2 separate regions of the Oryctolagus cuniculus genome follow, and region 1 is linked to region 2. Evidence: chromatin contacts called from public Hi-C data. All regions are on one chromosome and are shown on one strand. Each heading gives the region's core, a stretch centred on a gene start, on an enhancer-like site or on the middle of the called end of the contact. The rest is flanking DNA. Distances are from core to core; before and after follow the strand shown. Region 1 overlaps LOC100343992 (alcohol dehydrogenase 6). Region 2 has its middle 36 kb from the start of C8H4orf17.

Region 1 (6,171 bases), core at 1,061-3,560, 220 kb after region 2:
GAAATCAAAAATACAAATTTTACTTGGGAAATGTTTCAATTTATTTTATTTTCATTTTAGTATCCGCTGTGTCCTGTTACCTTAAGTACAACGTAATTTCTGAAAGAGCTGCAGTATCTTTCTTCAACTGAATTGCATTCACTGTGATTATCATGATTAGAAGAATTATCCACACAATATTTTCTTGTTTCTGATTAACTCGACAGTGGTCTCATATCTGGATTCTGCTCTCAGCATAAAGGTTCATAAAGGTTGTCTTATGTAACCCTGTGTCACCAAGGATCATCCTACCTTTTAGAACCAGATTGTCTGGTTAAGTTATACAATAACAGACTCTTGAGACATCAACAAATTTGTTCCAAGATGCTCCATTTTCATAGTTGCCTAAACTTTTAGGCCTATATTTCCTTGTACTCTGCTGTACTATACTATGCGGGACTAGACATGCAGTTCTTCTGATTTTATATCAAAGAAACAAAACTCCCAGTCGAATTTACTGAAAACTCAGATTGACCTGAATCAGGTTAACCAACCTGCAAACCATCACCAAGGAGACTACACATATCTCCTCAATTCTTACCTCTTCTTTCCTGGATAGCCAAAGGAACTTCAAATTCCTTTTCAACTGGCAAGAAAAACGTAGCTGCCAGCAGTTCATATTACCTTGTTTCCTAACTAAGGCATCTAGGAAATCAGAAGAAGACAAATGGGGAAATGGGATACTGTTTTATTCATCAAGATGCACACTCTGTAGGAGGCAGTTGTGGCCTTAAATAAAGCTGTGCCTCATTCCACTCTTCACAGAAAAGGCATATATTGTTCTTATTAACGTTTACCATAGAATCTTACCTCCAAGAACAGGCTGAGGGGAAAACAAGACCCAATACTGGTTTACAATCAGTGTCCTTCTACCCAGACCATGTAACTTTTTACTCAAAGCCCCTTAATTGTCCTGGAACTTGGATTAAGGTGAAGGTGAATGGCTCTCTTAGGAAATCCCTTCCTTCCCCATCTCCATTACTTTTTTTAAGTGTAGATCCAAAGAGTCTTTAAGAACCCCATACACACAGCAGGAGCTCCCTTTCTACTTAAACTCTTCTGCTCTAGTTTGGTCTCCTCTGGATCTGGGGCCCTGGATCAAACAGGGGCTGCTGCATGACCGTAATCCATACTGAACTTGCAAGACCAGGAAATGAAACCCTGTAGTTTCATGATATAAGCCAGGCCAGGAAAGAGTGCTGCATGCCCAGTCAATATCTCCCATCATGTTCATCACATGACGTCAGGGGGATTTCATAAAACTTTGATTCCCAAACCAAAGAGAAGCATCATGAGGTGGGAATCCTGTCTTTCCCCTCAGGTGTCTGCTTTCTAAGGGGTTCAGTGCTCTCAACCCTATTCAGTCTGCAGTTGGAATGGCTCTGCTCCATCCCCCCAAATCTGACCAGAAAATCCATGTCCACATTTGTTCCAGTTCCTGAGGACAAAACGGAGTCCTGCTCTGTCCACAAATTAAACTTAATAGCTGTGAGCTGTAGGAGTGTTGAGGAGTTGGAAAAAATCACACCTTTCTCAGAAATATTTTATTGTACACAATGCCCACTATTTTTTTTTTTTGCTTCAATAAAGACAAAATCTTTAAGCTACTTTGTGTGTTGGTGTTGTAAATCATTGAAAATTTTATCAGATTTGATCGTAAATGCAGAACTTTTTTTACTGATACATGCTCAAAAAGACCAATGATCATACACATCAGTCTAGACCCATTCACTGTTATTGTTAACTTTCAAGCAATAGTTGACCATTAACATCAGGTCCTGCAACTTTCTGTGAATAGACTCTGAAGCCTGCCTCTAAAGAGCCCCACATCTTAAACCACACAACTGAACAAAATCCTTCTTTTCAATCTCTGGGCACTACACTTCTCTGGATGGACACTGAACTAGGGGGCAGTTTCTTGTCTCTACTAAAGTAACCTAATCCTAGACCCATACCCTAGGTATCCAGCCTCCAGGGAGAACTATAGCCTTTGCCTGCAAAATGAAAATCTTTAAAATTTTCAGACATTCTTGGCTACCACGTAGACAATAATAAATAAAGTATTCTCTACAATATAGAAGCCCCTTCCAGTTAACACATAACCTGAAGGAAGATGCCCAATTCTAGCACTATGAACTATCAGACATTAATAGTTAGTGTCTCCTGATAATTTGCAAGTGAAAACCATCAGCTTCTGCCTATTCAATACATCAGTGTTGGCACAAGTTCCTGAAATGTTTTAACTCCTGTACACATTCCCAATTTTCTACTAAATTTTCTAGGTTAATACCACAGCTCTCTCTAGTGTTGTAATTTGGCATTGGTCTACACCATAATTTACTTCTCTCATTTATTGTATTCTGATATCATTCATAATCCAGAAGGCTGATCACTAGAATCACTGACATTAATCTGAAGAAGCAATTTGCTTTTCTTTGCCTTTTTGATAATCATTTACTCAATCATGTATTTACCCAACACACATTTCTTCAGTAATGTAGGTGGTGTTAGAGATTCAGAAATGACTGGTACAGCTTGAAAATCATAAAATAGATATGAAAAAGGATAAAGTACAGTATAATAAACTTTATATCAGAGAAATAACCAAACAGGAGACAATTCCACCTAGCACAGATTAAAGTTCACAGATAAAGTAAACTTTGAGCTGAGTTTCAATGGATACACTATGTTGAAAAAGAGCATTTAGAACTAAGGTAAATGCATAAAGTTCAAGGTGGTAAAAGAATATGTCTATCATGGTGCACATGATAAAAAAGGAAGAAAGGGAAGGCATGCACAGCCTATAGTGAAGAGGCAGAGGACTGAATTCTTTGATCATGCTTACTCATAGAAGTTCTTCAAGAATTTAATTCTATAGATAAGGGAAATTCACAGAATCATTTAATGAGAGAATTGCCATGTTTTCATAAAACATGAGTTTGACAGCACTGACAAAGGAGGAGAGTGTGGGGAGGACAGAGACTGGAAGTAGAAAGAATAATTGAGAAACGGTGCATTCAAATGGATTAGAAAATATCTTAGAACTAAAACCAATTGCTGTGATTACAGTTCACATGCAAGTCCTTGTGGCTGCAGCAATCAGTGCCTCACTCACACCCCTGAGAATTCACCACTTCTTTGGGCCTTGTTGCCTTCCAGCTGCCAATGTCAGCACTGCCATGCCTGAGGTCTTTTGCCAAAATTACAGGTCAATCTGCCCACTCATGGTTGAGTAGTCCAGAAGTTTCAGGGAATTTAAACCCTCCCTAATGGCCCCAACAAATGTCTGGGAGAAGTTTCTATAAAATATACAGTCCAGAAAGTAATCCCATGAAATTAAACACTACACTTTGGTAGCTGACTTATCATGCACACTTGAACCCAATTTCATGGCAGCATTATTTACAATAGCCATGGTGGAGGCGCTGTGGCTCACTTGGTTAATCCTCCACCTTGCAGTGCCAGCATCCCATATGGTCCTGGGTTCTAGATTTGGTTGCTCCTCTTCCAGTCCAGCTCTCTGCTGTGGCCCGGGAAGGCAGTAGAGGATGGCCCAAGTGCTTGAGCCCTGCACCCGCATGGGAGACCAGGAGGAAGCACCTGGCTCCAGGCTTCAGATCAGAGGAAAACCAAGTGTCCATTGATGAATTAATGGGTAAACAAAATGTTATATATACATGCAATAGAATATTATTTCAGTCTTAAAAAGGAAATAAATTCTGACACATTCTACAACATGGATGAATATAATAGATATTATGCTAAGTGAAATAAACCAGTCTCAAAAGTATAAATATCATCCGATTCTACTTACCTGTAGTCCCTAGAGTAGTCAAACTCATACAGAGAGTAGAATGATGGTTAGCAGAATCTAGGGGGAGGGTAGAATGGGGAATTCAGGTTTAATGGGGATCATTTTCCTTTGCCCAAAGGAAGGTGGATGGTGGGGATGGTTTCACAATAATGTGAAGATACCAAGTGTTCTCAAACTGTCAACATTGTTTTTTTTTTTTTTAATTTGACAGGCAGAGTTAGACAGTGAGAGAGAGAGAGACAGAGAGAAAGGCCTTCCTTCCGTTGGTTCACCCCACCCCAAATGGCCGCTAAGCCTGGCGCGCTGCTCCGATCCGAAGCCAGGAACCAGGTGCTTCCTCCTGGTTTCCCATGTGGGTGCAGGGTCCAAGTACTTGGGCCATTCTCCACTGCCTTCCCGGGCCACAGCAGAGAGCTGGACTGGAAGAGGAGCAACCAGGACTAGAACCTGGGCCCATATGGGATGCTGGCGCCGCAAGGCAGAGGATTAACCAAGTGAGCTACAGCGCTGGCCCCAACATTGTTTTTTTAAAAAGAACAAAATGATAAATTTTATATTATAAAAATATTTTACCACAATAAAAAAGTATTGTTTTTGTAACCTTCCCTGCTTGTATTACCTTACCCCACTTTGCTATTGGTGTTCATTTAAATTGTTCATGGAACCATTAGAAGTCTCATTTTTATCTCAAAAGTGGAGTCTGAGGGAGCCCAAATAAAAAAGCTGCCACAAGAAGCAGCCATAAGAAGATAACCCTAAAGATGGAACCCTGGAACTGGATCACTTGCCAGCAAGATGGTGAAAAGACCCCGTTTCAGTAAGATGAAGCCCCATCATCCACAGCCTATGGTATTTATGCCTTTGTGTAATCCTCTCATTAAGTGTGGGCTGCACTTAAACTTGGCTGACCCAAGTTTAATAGCAGAAATATTAGAATATCACTTCTAAAATTAGAAGTCTTGGGACTAGCATTGTGGCACAAAACGTGAAGCCACTGCCTATGACATAGCATCCCATATGGGCTCTTGGTTTGAATCCTGGCTGTTCCACATTGAATCCAGCTCCCTGCTAATGTGTCTGGGAAAGCAGCAGAAGATGGCACAAGTCCTTGGACCCCTCCACCGTCATAAGAGACTTGGATAGAGTTCCATGCTCCTGACTTTTGCCTGGTCCAGCTCTGGTCATTGCAGCCATTTGGGGAATGAACCAGGGAATGAAAGCTCACTTGCACGCTCGCTCTCTCGCTTGCTCTCTCTCTCTCTGTAAATCTGCTTTTCAAATAATAAATATTTTATGTCATTAGAAGTATTTTTAATAAAAAGGCCATGGCTTCTATTTTGGGAGTTTCTCTCTAGGATCTTCATTCTGGACAAACAGCTACCACATCCTGCAGCAGCTCCATAGAGAGGGCCTGAGCAAGCTTGGAAGTTGACCTTCTAGGGCCTGTCAACAGCAATGTGAGTGAAACGGAGAGTGGAGCTCTTCCTGAGTCAACCCTTGAGATGACTGCCACTCTATCCAACACTACAATCATAGCTTTGTCAAAGACCCAAAATCAAGCAACCAGCTAAGGCTGGTCTGGTTTTCCACCCAATAGAAGTTTTGAGAACATAAGTATTTGGTTTAAGCTGCTAAGCAATAGATCATTAATATTCTGGTGGTAAGAAGGGAAATAATCCCCACTGGCAAATTACTATAGTCTCAACTGTGGTGAGTTGGGATGGAATGCAGTCTTCAGGGTATGTGCTGTCTTATGCAGTATCATCAGCACTTGAGAGATAAAGTGGCATGGTAACTATAAGGACTGAGTTTAGTTGATAACTCTTAAGTGTCACCAATGTGCTAAAGGGGAAAAAATGGCAAGGTTGAGTGAGCCAATCACCAACTATGATCAGGACTGAAAAAATTCAAAAACTCTATGATGGCATTTGAATTTTCCTTTTTTCCTACAACCAGAGAGCAAATTGGGCTGATCAGGACTAGGAGTTAATCATAAGATTAGCTACATCACAGAGAAGTCAGAACATATGGTCCCCATAAATCTCCAACACTAACTTCAGGGCCCTGATAGGGAGGGGTCATCAGCTCCAGCAACAGGAACCTGCAGAACGTGGACTCATCCTGCATGTCCATGGTGCAGCTCACCTGGTTCTATGAGTGCCACTGCAACTGCAACCCGTGCTTGGGAGTGAACCTCCTGCCCCTGCACCACTGAGGCATTTCTAACTTCAGTGAAAGGAGTTCCCCTTTGGATTCTTCAGAGGAACGCAGTCTTCTGCTGGGTTTTCAGGTGTTTGTGATACATCAATTCCAACACA
Region 2 (5,411 bases), core at 2,112-4,611:
TCTTTATGTACAGAAGATCAGTTTAGCATACATTAAGTAAAGATTTCAACAGTTTGCTCCCACACAGAAACATAAAGTGAAAAATAATAGATGATTTTTTAAATGATGATGAAATCAGATCAGACCTATTGTCATGTTTAATCCCAGTGAGAGTCAAGTTGGGAATTGATAATTTCTTCTTCTTTTTTTTTTTTTTTTTTTACAGAAGATCAGTTTAGTATACATTAAGTAAAGCTTTCAATAGTTTGCACCCCCATAGAAACACAAAGTGAAATATACTGTTTGAGTACTCGTTATAGCATTAAGTCTCAATGTACAGCACATTAAGGACAGAGATCCTACATGAGGAGTAAGTGCACAGTGACTCCTGTTGTTGACTTTACAAATTGACACTCTTGTTTATGGCCTCAGTAATCTCCCCATGCTCCAGTCATGAGTTTCCAAGGCTATGGAAGCCCCTTGAGTTCTCCGACTCTTATCTTGTTTAGACAAGGTCATAGTCAAAGTGGAGGTTCTCTCCTCCCTTCAGAGAAAGGTACCTCCTTCTTTGAAGACCTGTTCTTTCCGCTGGGATCTCACTCACAGAGATCTTTCACTTAGGTTTTTTTTTTTTTTTCCCCAGAGTGAGTGTCTTGGCTTTCCATGCCTGAAATACTCTCATGGGCTTTTCAGCCAGATCAGAATGCCTTTAGGGATGATTCTGAGGCCAGAGTGCTGTTTATTTAGGACATCCGCCATTTTATGAGTCTGCTGAGTATCTCGCTTCCCATGTTGATCACTCTCCCCTTTATCTATTCTATCGGTTAGTATTAGCAGGTACTAGACTTGTTTATGTGCTCCCTTTGACTCTTAGTCCTTTCATTATGATCAATTGTGAACTGAAATTGATCACTTAGACTAGTGAGATGGCATTGGTACATGCCACCTTGATGGGATTGAATTGGAGTCCCCTGGTATGTTTCTAACTCTACCATTTGGGGCAAGTCAGCCTGAACATGTCCCAAATTGTACATCTCTTCCCTCTCTTATTCCCACTCTTATGTTTAACAGGGATCACATTTCAGTTAAATTTCAACACTTAAGAATAACTGTGTATTAATTACAGAATTAAACCAGTCATATTAAGTAGAGCAGACAAAAAAAAACTACTAAGAGGGATAATGTATTAAGTTGTTCATTAACAGTCAGGGCTATGCTGATCAAGTCACCGTTTCTCATAGTGTCGATTTTACTTCAACAGACAGGTTTCCTTTTTGGTGTTCAGTCAGTTGTCACCAATCAGGGAGAACATATGGTATTTGTCCCTTTGGGACTGGCTTATTTCACTCAGCATGATGTGTTCCAGATTCCTCCATTTTGTTGCAAATGACTGGATTTCGTTGTTTCTTACTGCGGTATAGTATTCTAAAGAGTACATATCCCATAATTTCTTTATCCAGTCTACTGTTGATGGGCATTTAGGTTGGTTCCAGGTCTTGGCTATTGTAATTGTGCTGCAATAAACATTAGGCTGCAGACCGCTTTTTTGTTTGCCAATTTAAATTCCTTTGGGTAAATTCCAAGGAGTGGGATGGCTGGGTCGAATGGTAGGGTTATCTTCAGGTTTCTGAGGAATCTCCAGACTGACTTCCATAGTGGCTTGACCAGTTTGCATTCCCACCAACAGTGGGTTAGTGTCCCTTTTTCCCCACATCCTCTCCAGCATCTGTTGTTGGTAGATTTCTGTATGTGAGCCATTCTAACCGGGGTGAGGTGAAACCTCATTGTGGTTTTGATTTGCATTTCCCTGATTGCTAGTGACCTTGAACATTTTTTCATGTGCCTGTTGGCCATTTGGATTTCCTCTTTTGAAAAATGTCTATTGAGGTCCTTTTTTAAAGCATAACCTAAACTTTCAATCACTTAAATTAGATGTGAAACATATTAATTAGGCAATTTTTTTTTTTTACTTCAGTCAGGCATTAAGCACTGAGCTAGTGTAATGAGTAAAACAGATATGGTCTCCACACTCAATAAGCACATAGTCTAATAGGAGATCCACTTGAGAAGAAAGTAGGTAAACCTGTAAGCCCATTACTTAAATTTTTGATAGATGTTAAATTGAGTAATGACCAAGGTGTTACAAGAGAGAGAGAGAGAAAAAAAATGGAAGATAGAGAAATGTCATTAAGGCATTTTGGAAGACCTCTCTGAGAAGGCAAACTGTGGGTCCTTGTGAAGACAGAAGCAAAATCTCCCAGCTGAGGGGACAACATACCAGAAAGTCAGTGATTAGGGGAACAAAACCATCTCCTCCTGGGAACTGTAAAAGGCCACTGTGACTGATATTGTCCTCAAAGCATTAGTGATGCTAAGAAACTGGCAAATGTTAATTCTTTATGGACATTTCAATACATTTATGTATCTAGTAGTCAGCTCCCTCTTGAGCTTATCCAGAAAAGAATGTGCTTTCAACAGTACCAAGACTGAAAGCATTTTCACTTAGGAAGGAGAAGGCTGCGTGGCCAGCTTCCTCGGGAGCAGTCTCTTGCCTGGGACTCCAGTCTCAGCAGACATTTCTCCCATCAATAATTTCTTTCTTGTTTCTCACTCCTCTTTTTATCTAAAGTTGTTCCTGCTTCTATGTAATAAGTAACTTGTGCCTCGTAAACTAGTCTGTAGCATTCGTCTTGCTCCTGTCTATATATTTGTCCATCTTTTTGTTCCTCACTCCCTCACAGAGTCGGACTCCCTTCACAAAAGAGAGTAAAAATCCTTCTTACACTGGCAAGCAGCCTTAGGTGCCAGCAGCTCTTCCTACTCCTCTTCTGACATCGTCACTCACCTCAGAGACAACAGGGAACTCACTGAGGGCTCAACCCATTATACATGTAAAGTTTTAGAAAATAAGAACTATGCTCCAAGTGAAACAGTGCCTAGTAAAGCATTCTTTGCCCTACACAGGCATCCGTGCATATTCAACAATTGAATTGGGAGGATAATATTTTCTGGCTGTGTCAAACGTGTAATTCATTAAAAGCACCATCATGATAGCCAAAAAAGTGAATGAAGTAGCAATGGCATGTTCTTGGCAGCTGCTCTCTCGGATAGTCAAATATTTCATTTTAAATTTGGATTTTTCTCTGCTTGAATCTTACCTCAGATTGAAGTCAACATGTTAACGAAAAGGAATGTTTACTTCAATTTGCAATTTTACATTTTAAAACTGCTGATATCATGTGTTAACTTTGCTAGGATTTTATACATTTCAACACAAGTTTTGGCAAAGAACTTTACACTTACATAGCTACTTGGCATGCCAAAAATGCAGTCCCATTCACTCAGCAAGGCCTCTGGGGAAACAAACTTTTCTCCTCCCTTCTCTCTCCTCTCGCCCACACACAAAACAAGATGAAATGACTATGCTCTGTGGGTTACAACTTCTGTTGAGAGCATGATGTAGTAGTCTGAATCAGGCAGTCTGGGTTTGAACCCAGCTTCACCTCTAGCTAAAACTCTTAGCACATGTTTCCTAAGGTCCTTTGTAGCTCTCCAACACTCTAATTAGAATGGTTTCTTTACGTCTGAATTGGTTTCTTTACATTTGAAATGAAGACTGAAGGGGGTCTCCTTAGGAAAAAAGGTTTTCAAACACTTTCAATTAGCTGCTTCAAAACCAGGGACTCTTCCAGTGCCCTGGTTCCTGCAAGTGAGAAGCACAGAAATAAACTTCCCTAGGAAGCCGACAACAGTTCTGGGGAGCAGTTGGCTCAATTCAACAAATGCTCCTGAAAGCCGCTTGATCAAGGGCTAAATCCCCAGCAAGCAGATCAGGGAAGACCGAGCTCTAGCACCTCAGCTCCAGCCCTAACAGGAGGCCCAGTGTTAGCCCTGCCTCTGGGAGGCTTGGCATGGTTATGATACGATCCTAATTCAGACTGTTACCCCTTTGCGATATGAAAGTATTGTGATAATATCTGCTATTTTTAGTCCATTTTTAAAAGCACATTCGGTGCTTTGTCTTATTTGAATACTCAGTCTACACTCTTCCCTCAAGTTTCTTAAAGCAGTTAAACCATGAGAAATAGCTCATGGTCCCTGCATCACTTCTTTTAATGGTTGTAAGGGTAAGATGGAGAAGTCAGGCTCCATCCTGACCCCGCTGTCTCCATCAGAAGCTAAATTGGCCCCTGGCTACCTAAGCAAGGACTTTCCATGGTGAGGCTGGGTGTAGTCCTTCTGTGTCTGTGCATTTGGCAATGGTTCTGGGCTTAGTGAGAGTCCCTGAAAAGGGAAGCACCTAATCATTCCCAGAAGTCTCCACACCTACACAGGAGCCCTTTCATATGAGATCTCCACCATTTACACAGAGTGTTTTTTCTCCTTATCAAAATCTGCACAATGGAAATGACACCAAGGGTCCACGCCCAGTTCTTTGCCTCAAAATAGCAGGGCATTTTTATCTGTCCCGTGGGAGTAAACTTCCCAATTAATAAAATAAACAACTGAGCACTCTTGGATAACTCAGTCTTACAAGACCTAAGCCTGTCATTCTCCCTCTCAGTTGATCTACTTCCTGGCTTTGTGAGTCCTGGTCCTACTATCCTCCTGGATATTTAACTGGACATTTGGGCACTAATCTCCATGGGTAATGACCCACTGTTACCTCCAAATCTTCCAGGCCCATGGGAATGTCCAATTGAACATTCTTTTTCTGTTCTTTTTTGAACCACAAAGTTTTTTTTTTTTTTTTTTTTTTTTTTTGACAGGCAGAGTTAGTGAGAGAGAAAGGTCTTCCTTCCCTTGGTTCACTCCCCTAATGGCCTCCACGACCGGCGCTGTGCTGATCTGAAGCCAGGAGCCAGGTGCTTCCTCCTGGTCTCCCATGTGGTGCAGGGACACAAGGACTTGGACCATCCTCCACTCCTTCCCGGGCCACAGCAGAGAGCTGGACTGGAAGAAGAGCAACTGGGACAGAATCTGGTGCCCCAACTGGGACTAGAACCCGGTGTGCCGGCGCCACAGGCGGAGGATTAGCCTAGTGAGCCACGGCACCGGCCAAACCACAAAGCTTTCTGAGAGCAAACTGGTGAAACAAAGTTGGTGAAAGAGCACCAAACCCTTTCCATGTGCTCACTCACCTTAAACCTCCAAGCAAGTCCTGGTGTGGGCAGTATGTGCAGGGTGGAGACAGCTGGTTCGTTGTGGACCAGCTCTGCAGGAGTCCCCGGGGGTTGTTCCTGTGGGAGAGAATCAGACCTCCACCTGGCAGGGGTGACAGCAATGCCAAGCACAGGTGCACTCCACAGCCGGGTTCAGATCCCATTGCCACCTTCCTCCCCCTCTCCATCAGAGCAAGAAACCACTCTTACTCCCCCATTTTCCCTTAGGTAGAAAGGGACTTAACTTTCCTTGGCTTATTTTCCCCACTT

What was found. A called contact is a pair of places that touch in the nucleus more often than the background predicts.
Region 1: a contact with region 2 is called in a Hi-C map of an unstated tissue, with 4 times the contacts expected there. The contact joins two enhancer-like sites. A contact is called at or near these places in 2 of 6 Hi-C or Micro-C datasets (ear pinna and an unstated tissue).

Annotation. Positions count from the first base shown.
Region 1 is chr8:66,084,636-66,090,806 of mOryCun1.1, forward strand. LOC100343992 (alcohol dehydrogenase 6) reads left to right here. Exons shown (of 9, transcript XM_008267572.4): 9 at 61-1,646. The coding sequence ends at 85. Among named protein-coding and RNA genes, the nearest start is that of ADH2-1, 56 kb to the right of the region's middle. Within about 2 kb of position 2,311, at least 1 of the 8 cell types and tissues checked has an H3K27ac peak or open chromatin away from gene starts, as enhancers often do.
Region 2 is chr8:65,862,215-65,867,625 of mOryCun1.1, forward strand. No RefSeq gene overlaps it. Among named protein-coding and RNA genes, the nearest start is that of C8H4orf17, 36 kb to the left of the region's middle. Within about 2 kb of position 3,362, at least 1 of the 8 cell types and tissues checked has an H3K27ac peak or open chromatin away from gene starts, as enhancers often do.